3 separate regions of the Mus musculus genome follow, and regions 1 and 2 are each linked to region 3. A link is a contact called in public promoter capture Hi-C data. All regions are on one chromosome and are shown on one strand. The core of a region is the stretch at or near the end of the contact, and the rest is flanking DNA. Distances in the headings are between cores, read along the strand shown.

Evidence for each region. Promoter capture Hi-C pulls out the DNA fragments that hold promoters and counts their contacts. Capture Hi-C pulls out chosen DNA fragments and counts their contacts.
Region 1: a contact with region 3 is called in a promoter capture Hi-C map of embryonic stem cells, with 6 times the contacts expected there. The contact joins the enhancer-like site here to the promoter of Unc45a in region 3. A contact is called at or near these places in 25 of 39 promoter capture datasets (the 3T3-L1 cell line, 3T3-L1-derived adipocytes, the C10 cell line and 17 more), 3 of 15 datasets of contacts at CTCF or cohesin (embryonic stem cells and large pre-B cells), 10 of 484 Hi-C or Micro-C datasets (the G1E-ER4 cell line, the HL-1 cell line, the N1E-115 cell line and 5 more), 27 of 115 datasets of contacts at active chromatin or transcription factors (the 230-238 cell line, the HPC-7 cell line, the SCID.adh cell line and 16 more) and 4 of 9 other capture datasets (adipose tissue, liver, macrophages and 1 more).
Region 2: a contact with region 3 is called in a promoter capture Hi-C map of pancreatic islet. The contact joins the promoter of Blm here to the promoter of Unc45a in region 3. A contact is called at or near these places in 11 of 39 promoter capture datasets (the 3T3-L1 cell line, the C10 cell line, cranial neural crest and 6 more), 2 of 15 datasets of contacts at CTCF or cohesin (the NIH/3T3 cell line and stem cell-derived epiblast-like cells), 11 of 484 Hi-C or Micro-C datasets (B cells, CD4 T cells, CD8 T cells and 7 more), 14 of 115 datasets of contacts at active chromatin or transcription factors (the SCID.adh cell line, acute myeloid leukemia, astrocytes and 9 more) and 4 of 9 other capture datasets (adipose tissue, liver, macrophages and 1 more).

The regions. Positions count from the first base shown.
Region 1 is chr7:80,142,760-80,145,639 of GRCm38.p6, reverse strand. No RefSeq gene overlaps it. Among named protein-coding and RNA genes, the nearest start is that of Gm45202, 11 kb to the left of the region's middle. Within about 2 kb of position 1,544, at least 140 of the 459 cell types and tissues checked have an H3K27ac peak or open chromatin away from gene starts, as enhancers often do. A contact at or near this core is called in the 230-238 cell line, the G1E-ER4 cell line, the HPC-7 cell line and 13 more, where this site is marked.
Region 2 is chr7:80,533,133-80,536,507 of GRCm38.p6, reverse strand. It overlaps Blm (Bloom syndrome, RecQ like helicase), which reads left to right and starts at 1,389. Exons shown (of 22, transcript NM_001042527.2): 1 at 1,389-1,465.
Region 3 is chr7:80,338,914-80,341,960 of GRCm38.p6, reverse strand. It overlaps Unc45a (unc-45 myosin chaperone A), which reads left to right and starts at 1,742. Exons shown (of 20, transcript NM_133952.2): 1 at 1,742-1,892; 2 at 2,249-2,410; 3 at 2,611-2,647; 4 at 2,945-3,047. The coding sequence starts at 1,842.

The DNA of each region.
Region 1 (2,880 bases), core at 295-2,794, 200 kb after region 3:
TTGCCCTCCTGGAACTTGTTCTGTAGACCAGGTGTGGGTTCGAGTCCCACCTCCTGTCACACACAGGGTGGCCTTGAACTCAGAGATCCTCCTACCTCTGCCTCCCAAGTGCTGGGATTAAAGGCATGGGCACTTTTCTTTTATCTTTTCTTTTCTTTTCTTTTCTTTTCTTTTCTTTTCCTTTCTTTCTTTTCTTTTCTTTTCTTTTTTTTTTTAATTTTTCGAGACAGTTTCTCTGTGTGGCTCTGGCTGTCCTGGAACTCACTTTGTAGACCAAGCTGGCCTTGAACTCAGAAATCCACCTGCCTCTGCCTCCCGAGTGCTGGGATTAAAGGTTTGTGCCACCATGCCCAGCTTCTTTTTTCTTTTGGAACAGGTTCTCAGTGTGTAGACTAGCCTTGAACTCAGAGATCTTTCTGCCTCAGGCTCTCTCACATGCTACTACTTAAAAGATGTATACCAGCACACTTTGCTAAAATACTCTCCTCAAACAGAAGATTGTACCAGGCAGTGGTGGTACACACCTTTAATCGAAGCACTTTGGAGGCAGAGGCAGGCAGATTTCTGAGTTCGAGGCCAGCCTGGACTCCAGGACAGCCAGGGCAATACAGAGAACACCCCTCCCAGATGGCAGTGTAGGACTGGGAATGTAGCCCAGGGAGGAGAGTGGTTGTCTAGCATGTGCAGTGTGCTGGATTCCATCTCCAGTATTCTGAAAACTGGGTGTGGTCACCCTCGATTGGAGTCCCAGCAGTTGGGAGGTGGAGGCAGAAGGATCAAAAGTTCAATACCATCCTTCCCAACTCAGGGAGTTTGAGGATAGCCTGGAGTACACGAAATTCCTGTCTCAAAATAAAACAATAGCTGTGTGTGTGCACGATGCACGCCTTTAATCCCCGCACTCAGGAGGCAGAAGCAAGGGTGAACCTCTGTACGTCTGAGGCCAACCTGGTGTCCATAGAAAGCTCCAGACAAGCTAAGGCTATACAGTGAGGCCTTGTCTCAATAATTAAAACAATAATCTGGGACAGAGGCAGGCGGATCTCTGAGTTTGAGGCCAGCCTGGTCTACAGAGTGAGTTCCAGGACAGCCAGGGCTAGACAGAGAAACCCTGTCTCGAAAAACCAAAAAAAAAAAAAAAAAAAAAAAAAAAAACTGGGCCAGTGAAGTGATGAGCACCTTTAATCCCAGCACTTGGGAGGCAGAAGCAGGCGGATCTCTGATCTTCCTCTTGCCTCACCCTCTGGAATGCTGGGAAGGCAGACCCATGCCACCCCATACCCCTCTTTCACCCTTTCAAATGTCCTAGTAGACAATTTAACATCACAGTGAGTCTTGCGCGTTGTGTTTTGTGGGCCGCAGCATCGGGACAATGTCTGGCCTGTCTCAAGCAGGTATACCTGTCAGCTCTTGCCAGCATTCCTGCCTGGCCTGGTGAGCGCTCCTCAGGTGGCGGGTTTCACTGGAAACACTCCTGCCCTCCCTTTTCTTGCCTCTGCTTTGGAGAGGGATCCCTGCAAGGCATCTGTTTCCCTTCCAGGCTTGGCGTGTGTTCTTGTCCTCTGGTTCTTCTTTTTAACTTCCTCCCCGAAACCGCTCCAGATGCACCCTGCCTCAAAAGCTTAGCATTTCTAAAAAAGGTGGGATTTTCCTGCTGTCTCTTCTCCCATTTCTCACCACACCCCACTCGGCTCTGTCTGGCTCCAGGACTCTGCGCCTCAAGCATCTTTCTGATCAGACTGAATCCTTTCTTATCTGAACTTACTGGTCACTTTACCTAAGTCTCTCTGTTTCCTCCTTCAGCCCCGCCCTTCTGAGGTCTGGCCCACTATAGAGAGATGGGACTGCGTTCCAGGGGCTGCCTTATGCACTTTTTCCCCAGCCGGCCCCCCGCCCCGGCCCCCACCCCTGAGGCCGTGGGTCTCCTCTCAGCCTGGCAGCTGGTAGAGAGACGATCTGCATCTCAGCTGTGGCTGCCCACTCATCTGTTTCTCAGGAGACCCACATAGACACCAGATGGCAAGTCTGCAATGTGCTTAGCGGGGTGAGAACAGGTTTTGTTTGGGAAAATATCTCGATCAGCCAGTTGGGCCGAGAAGGGGAAGTGCCAAGGACGCGGTTGAAGAGAGCTGGTTACACACAGGAGGAACTGAGTAGCTGCGTGAAGGACAGCTTGCAAGACAGTGGTGAGAGATCTCAACAACAGGAAAGTCAGAACGGGGGAGATGCAAAACAAGAGAACCCAGCCCAGAGGGTGCCACGATTGGTTTTTACATATATTTATCTATTTTACATGTATGTATGTGTGTGTCCATAGTCTTCTTGTGGAGTGTGGAGGTCAGAGGACAACTTTAGGGAGTCAGTTCTGTCCTACAGAGTGGGTTCTGAGGATGGAACTCAGATTACTGGCTTTGGCAGGAAGTACCATATCACTAACTCACCTCACTGGCCTGGCCCCCCCCCCCCCATCCCCCTCTGTGACTTTTGTTAGTGGGTTGAGTAGGATCTTGCTATGTAGCCAAGACTAGTCTCAAAGTTTCAAACTTTAAGCTTGCAGTCCTCTTGCCACAACTTAAGTTGTTCTCCTGCCCCCAACCACCCCTTCCAGACTGGCTCTCAATTTGTAATCTTGACTATCCTCAAACTTAACTATGTAGCCCTGCCTGGTCTTGAACTCATAGAAGTCCATCTGCCTCACTTTCCCATGTGCTGAGATTAAAGGCATATATTACCATTCCTAGCCTTTTAAATTTATTATATATACTGTAGCTGTCTTCAGACACACCAGAAGAGGGTATCAGATCTCATTACAGATGGTTGTGAGCCACCATGTGGTTTCTGGGAATTGAACTCAGGACCTCTGGAAAAACAATCAGTGCT
Region 2 (3,375 bases), core at 140-2,639, 190 kb before region 3:
AATATATAGAACTTGCATATTGTATTTTGGATCTCTAGGTATTTTCACTATATGTGTCCTCTAACCCACAACTCTCCACCAGTTTTCTCTAGATATGAATATTTAAATTTTATAAAGATCCCACATATAAGATCATGCAATAATAATTTACTGTGTCTGGCTTATTTCACTTAGCATAATGTCCCTAAATGGAAAGATCTGGTTCTTTTTACCAGGCTAATTACTATTCTGATGTGCATTTCCCGTCTTTCTCCTGACAGCTTATTTTCATATCTTGGCTATTGTGGATTATGCAGCAATGAACAAGGGAAAGCTGATAGCTTTAGGAAGTTATTTATTAATTTTCTTTGGGTATATGTCAGAGGAGATGTTTCTGGGTCATGAGGTAACTTTTAGTATCTTTCAAATCCTTTGTACTGTTTTCCATATTGTTGTAACAGTTTGAATTTACTCCTTAAAAGAGGGAAAGGGTCCGGCAGTGGTGGCATACGCCTTTGATCCCAGCACTTGGGAGGCAGAGGCAGGTGGATTTCTGAGTTGGAGGCCAGCCTGGTCTACAGAGTGAGTTCCAGGACAGCCAAGGCTATACAGAGAAACCCTGTCTCAAAAAACCAAAATAAATAAATAAATAAATAAATAAATAAATAAAATAAAAAGAGGGTAAGGACAGATGACAGGGTTGGAAGAGAAAAAAATTAACAAGAGCCCACTTTGGTGGAATATGTAATCCTAGTATTTGGGAAGTGTAAGTAGGTGGATCGGGAGTTCAAGGTCAGCTTCTCCTACACAATTTGGTGGAGGTTTGAGGCCAACCTGGGCTATGTAAGGTCCGGTCTCAAAAAAACTAAAAGTTACAAAAATAGAAGATCAGGCATCACCGGGCTGCATTCATGGTGGAAGCTACCCACTAGAACTGAAGCTTCACCCTCGGCATCTGCATGCCAGCTGAAGTATCTGAGCTTGCGACCGATTAATGACAGTCAGCAGTGGAAGAACCGCCGAAGTTTCACAAGAATAGAGGGTGAGATCCAAAAGAAGAGGCCCACAGACGCTTCGCCTGATTTACCGGAACTAGCAAGCCTCGGCTGTCTTCAAACATCACAAAATCTCTACCATGCCACAGACTGGGCTTCAGGCGCCTTTCCCTACACTAGGAAAACAAAAAACAAAAAACAAAACAAAGCCTTACTACGCCGGAAGCCAGGTAGTTTGCCATAATCACCTGACCGGTCAGCTGCATTCGGATTGGGCTTTAGTAGTACGTGCTCGGGGGATACCGCCCCAGCAGCTCTAGGGGCGGGGCCAGGAGCCAGAGGCCACGGTATTGGTTAGATCCTTCAGGGATTACCCAATCAGAATCATCCTTCTTGCCGCGCAGAGCGTGCGGCGCGGGGCGCAGGAGGGCCGTGTCGGCGCGCGGAGTTTGGATGGTGGTTCCGCCCGGCGCGACGTAAGCCTGAGTGAGGTGAGTTCGGCGCGCGCTGGGTTGCGGTGGCTCCGCCGACTAACAGAGCCCGAGGCCTTGGCCATTTCACCAGTCATCCGTCCCAGGTTCTCCGAGCCTCGCTTGTGGCGAGAAGCCCAGACCGGAGTAGAGACCTGGTGACCCAGAAAAGGCCATGTCAGGCGGCCGAGGCTCGAGTCTCACTGTCCACACTTTCCTTAAGGCCTTGATTGTCATACGCGAGAAATTAGCTCATCTGCTTCCCGTAGTTTGTGTAGTGCTGCAACGACCCCTCGTAGCAATGCATGCTTTCGAGACGCCAGAAGAGGTGGAGGTGCCCTGTTTTTAATCGGAGAAGCAGGAGCTCAGACCTCGTTTGCCGAAAGGGCGCGCGGGCTTGGATGCCAGATGAGGTTTGAATAGGACCTGCCCAGCTCTGAAGCCTATCTCACTGCCCCAGGCTTCCTCCCAGTCCCTCTTAACTGTCATAGGTTACCGGGTGAGGGTGACTGAGATGAACCTGCCATCTTCCGGTGTCGCCTTTAAATACACAGCTCTCCTACCTCAGCAAGGGGTAGGGGTGGGAAAGACTGATCGAGAGATGACAAGATGGAGGAGAAGGAGAGAGGCAGACGCCTGGGGAGTAATACATTTAATTGAGCTTGGAAGGAACTTGTCTCAGCCATCCAGTGCTGAGTTGACGTCACACCGTCTCAGCCATCCAGTGCTGAGTTGACGTCACACCGGCTTGAGTCAACATTTTGTTAGCCTGACTGCTATTCTGTTTGGATGTCACTTTAACTTTGCTTGGATGAAGTGGGATTTTTAGGTTCCCAAGATAGGGATTTAGTACCAGTTTGTTTGTTTTGGATCTTGTAGTCCCGTCTGGCCTCAAACTTGTAGAGCTGAGGGTGACTTTGGACTCCATGATCTTTTCAGCCTCAACCTCTCAAGTGCTTGAGTTACAGACCCATGTCACCATCCCTGTTATTTAAAGTGTATATACTGTGAAATATGTACTTCTGCAAAAGAGACTCACAGATTTCTCTGTGTAGCCCACTGTAGACCAGGCTGGCCTCGAACCCTGATTCCACTGCCTTTCCCTCCTGAGTGCTGGAATTAAAGGCAATGGCTGCCACTGCTGGACAGAATGTAGCATCTTAAACTTGGTTGAGGGACATGCTCTATTTTCTAAATTTTTACCTTTTGTCAGGAATGGAGATAGGAGTATGTTCTTGTCCATGTTTGTGTGTGTGTGTTAATGTGCAAGAAGACCAGAGGTACCTTCTGCAGTTGTCTTCCATCTTAGTGTTTGGGGCAGTCTCACTGAACCTGGAACTTACTGATTAAACTAGCAAGCCTCCCAGGACTGGCATTATAGATGCACATTACCACTCCTGACTTTCTAAGTGGGTTCTGGAGATCTGAAATCAGGTCCCTATGTTCATACTACAAGCAGTTTACTGACTGAGCCATCTTCCCAGGCCTTTTCTGTCTTACCAGGTTCAAAGTAATTGAAAAATTATCTGTATAATTTTGTGCCTAAAAGCCTTTGAGTATCTTGCTTTCCTGTAGAATAAGATCAGTTGCCACTAGGAATTTTGGTGGTTCACACCTATGACCCCAATTGGCACTTTGAATGAGACAGGAGAATGGAAAGTTAAGAGCAGCTTTATAAAGACTATCTTAGAAGCAAGCTACCTCCCAGAGCAAGCCTATAATCCACACACACATAGAAGGTGGAGACAGAAGGATCAGAAGTTGAAAGTTTTCCTCGGGTGCATAGTAAATTTGAGACCGGTCTAGACTATATGAGACCCTGTCTCCAAAACCCAAAACAAACATTAAAATGCTCATTACATTTATAATGTCTTTCTGTCACTCTGGCTATTATTGTTTTTGTTATTATTAATATTATTTTGGGGGTGGTT
Region 3 (3,047 bases), core at 493-2,992:
TGTCTGGGCTGGCAGCTGGGGAGATAAGGCTCAGGGGAAAGCCTAATGACTGGACTCTCTGACAGGCTTGGTGGTTGCCATGGCGCTGCAGTTACAGAGGGATGCCCCACAGGCTGAACAGAGGTCTCTGGGGTCTAAAATGGAATAATCCATATCCCCCAAGGTGTCCGTGCAGCCTAGAAATTGAGGAATGGGTAGATAGAAACACAGTTGGCTTCACACGCTCATTTCATTTCTTTCTTTCTTCTTTCCTTTCTTTCTTTCTTTCTTCCTTTTTGACAATGGCTCAACTTTTTCTCTCCTGGCATTCCTTTCCTCCCTTCTGCTTAGGAAATCATAGGCAGTTTAGAGCCAAAGGCCTCACATTTCCCAGCAGATGATAGGACCCAATCACTCTCATCTCTCCACAAGCTTATAATAGAGGAGTTTTCACCCCTGCAAATCTTGGGACTTTAATTTCAGCTTCCTTCTTGTCTGTAGCCAGGGCTTAGAACCCCTGTTGGATTCCTAGGACTACGACTGAGGTGGAGGCGACTTCTTATGGGCCTCCAGGGGAGAGGTCCAGGGCTCCTGCTGACAGGCCTGTGTGGGGGACTGCTTTTCAGTTGGATGAATCTTGCCCAGCCAACCGACCTCTCAGGTATAATACTTTCCCTATCCTCTGAGGGTGACTTGGGGTACGGGAGATCTGATGGTGAGGGGTGGAGAGAGCCTCCTCTTCTCTTCTCTTTGGGACTTGGACCCCATTTTGCACTTTGAGCAGGGTGAAGGGGATGTGGGTAACCTCCCTTCTCTATAGACGTCTTGCTTCTCTCCAGCCCTGGCTCACCACCCCCATTTGTGCCAGACTACACGGGATGCAGAAGGCGGCCACTACCCTGGTTTTTTCTGTCCGCGCCTCTCTGACACTCCCGAGGAAGCCTACTGTTGCCACCTGCAGGCTGCCGGGGGTTCCTGCTGTACCCTGGATGAATTTGAGGCCCTGTACCAAGTTAACTTGTCTTCGCTTCAGCCACCACCCATCCTCAGGTAAGAACTCTAGTCCCGGATTCGCAGAACACTGGCAGAGTGCTCCCGTGTCTTGGGCACTGTCCTTGAATTCTGCAGTGGGAGACTTGTAGCTTCCAGATTAGTGGAGAGGAAGTCACTAAATCATAATTACAACCAATGCTGTAAATGAAAACAAGTAACAGAAGCTGCTTTGTCTTAAGGGGTTTGGACGGTGTTAATAAAGAGGATTTGTTAATCTTGGACACATTGTAGTAGGAGGTTTAATTCTGAATCTGCCGCGTTTGTCTTCAAGGTACTTGCGAGCTCCCAGATTTGTATGCAAAATATGTGTATGCATCTGTATTTATCCCCTGCTCTCGTGGGACTCTGGGCTCTGCAAACCCTGACTTGTAGCAGCCAGTAGACAACCTTGAGTCTCTCCTGTCTCCCCAGGGGTCCAGGCCCGCTCCTAGCACTGGGCATCTACACTCTACTGCTGATGGCACTGATGACTACAGATTTCGTGCACTTCTGCCGTGGTCGGGGACGGAGAGAAAAACAAAACTCCAGCGGCTGCCGCCGCCTTTCCTTTAGAGCCTCTTCCGCGCGCCCTCTACAGGTTCCAGTGGGAACAGACTAGGCGCTCGTGAAGCAGCCCTGAGCCTGAGCCTGCGCCTGCGCAACGCGAGTACCCCGCCCTTGCACAGACCCAACCACTTCTTGGCCTCGCCTTGTTTAGCGTAACACTGACGCATTGCTGGGGCGGGGCAGTCGCCGGCATCTCGCGGATCCCAGGGACACCTTTGCTCTAAAGACTGCGCCTGCACTGGCTCTTGGAGCTTAGCTTCGTGATGACTGTGAGTGGCCCGGAGACCCCCGAGCCCCGACCTTCCGACCCCGGGGTGCGTACTGATTCTCCTGTGCCATCTCCCCTTTCACACATGCGCCTTCGCACCTGGTCGCCGTCACCTTATTCTAGCCCTTCACGGGACTCGGCCAAGACCCGGCTCTTCTCCCAGGCGCGCTGCTCTGCCCAACGCCTTTCTCTCTCTCTCTCTCTCTCTCTCTCTCTCTCTCTCTCTCTCTCTCTCTTCTCTCTCTCTCTCTCTCTCTCTCTCTCTTCTCTCTCTCTCTCTCTCTCTCTCTCTCTCTCTCTCTCTCTCTCTCTCTCTCTCTCTCCCTCTCTCTCTCTCTCTCTCTCTCTCTCTCTCTCTCTCTCTCTCTCTCTCTCTCTCTCTCTCTCTCTCTCTCTCTCCAGGCCAGCTCAGCCGAGCAGCTGCGGAAGGAGGGCAACGAGCTGTTCAAATGCGGGGATTACGAGGGCGCCCTGACCGCCTACACACAGGCCCTGAGTCTCGGCGCGACGCCCCAGGACCAGGCCATTTTGCACCGAAACAGGGCTGCTTGCCACCTCAAGCTGGTGAGGGGATCGGGTTGCTCTAACCTGGTTCTACCTGGGCCTGGGATTGCCCATAGCCGCTGCTGTTTGTGCACCAGTTGGGCATTTCCTAGCCACGCACGATTGCCAGAGGTCTTTAGGCGTGGGTAGTGGGGGATCAGGTGGTTCAGCAAAACAAGGGTGCCATTGCCACTCTCAGGCTCCTGATCTTTCTCTTACAGGAAGATTACAGCAAAGCAGAATCAGAGGCGTCTAAAGGTAGGGTGGGTGTGGGTCCTCATATGGAGCAATGGGGTCTTCTGTGGTGGGAAAGGACTCTGGGGCCACCGAGCCATCCCTTTCTCCTCCTCTGGACCCAGTCACTCGTCTTTCTACTTGCTTTCCCACTTCTTCGGCCTTTCCTTTTCTGCAGCCGCCCTCACCTTTTCTGAGGCTGAAGCACCGAGCTCCACATTCGTACCCCTATCTTCCTTTGGCCCTCGAGATCTATCCCTACTGCTCTTGCCTGGAGACGGTGGCCTCCTGGGTGCTGATAGAGTTCCTGTTTGTGCTCAGCCATTGAAAAGGACGGTGGGGATGTCAAAGCACTCTATCGCCGAAGCCAAGCCCTAGAGAAGCTGGGCCGCCTGGACCAGGCTGTCCTTGACCTGAAGAGATG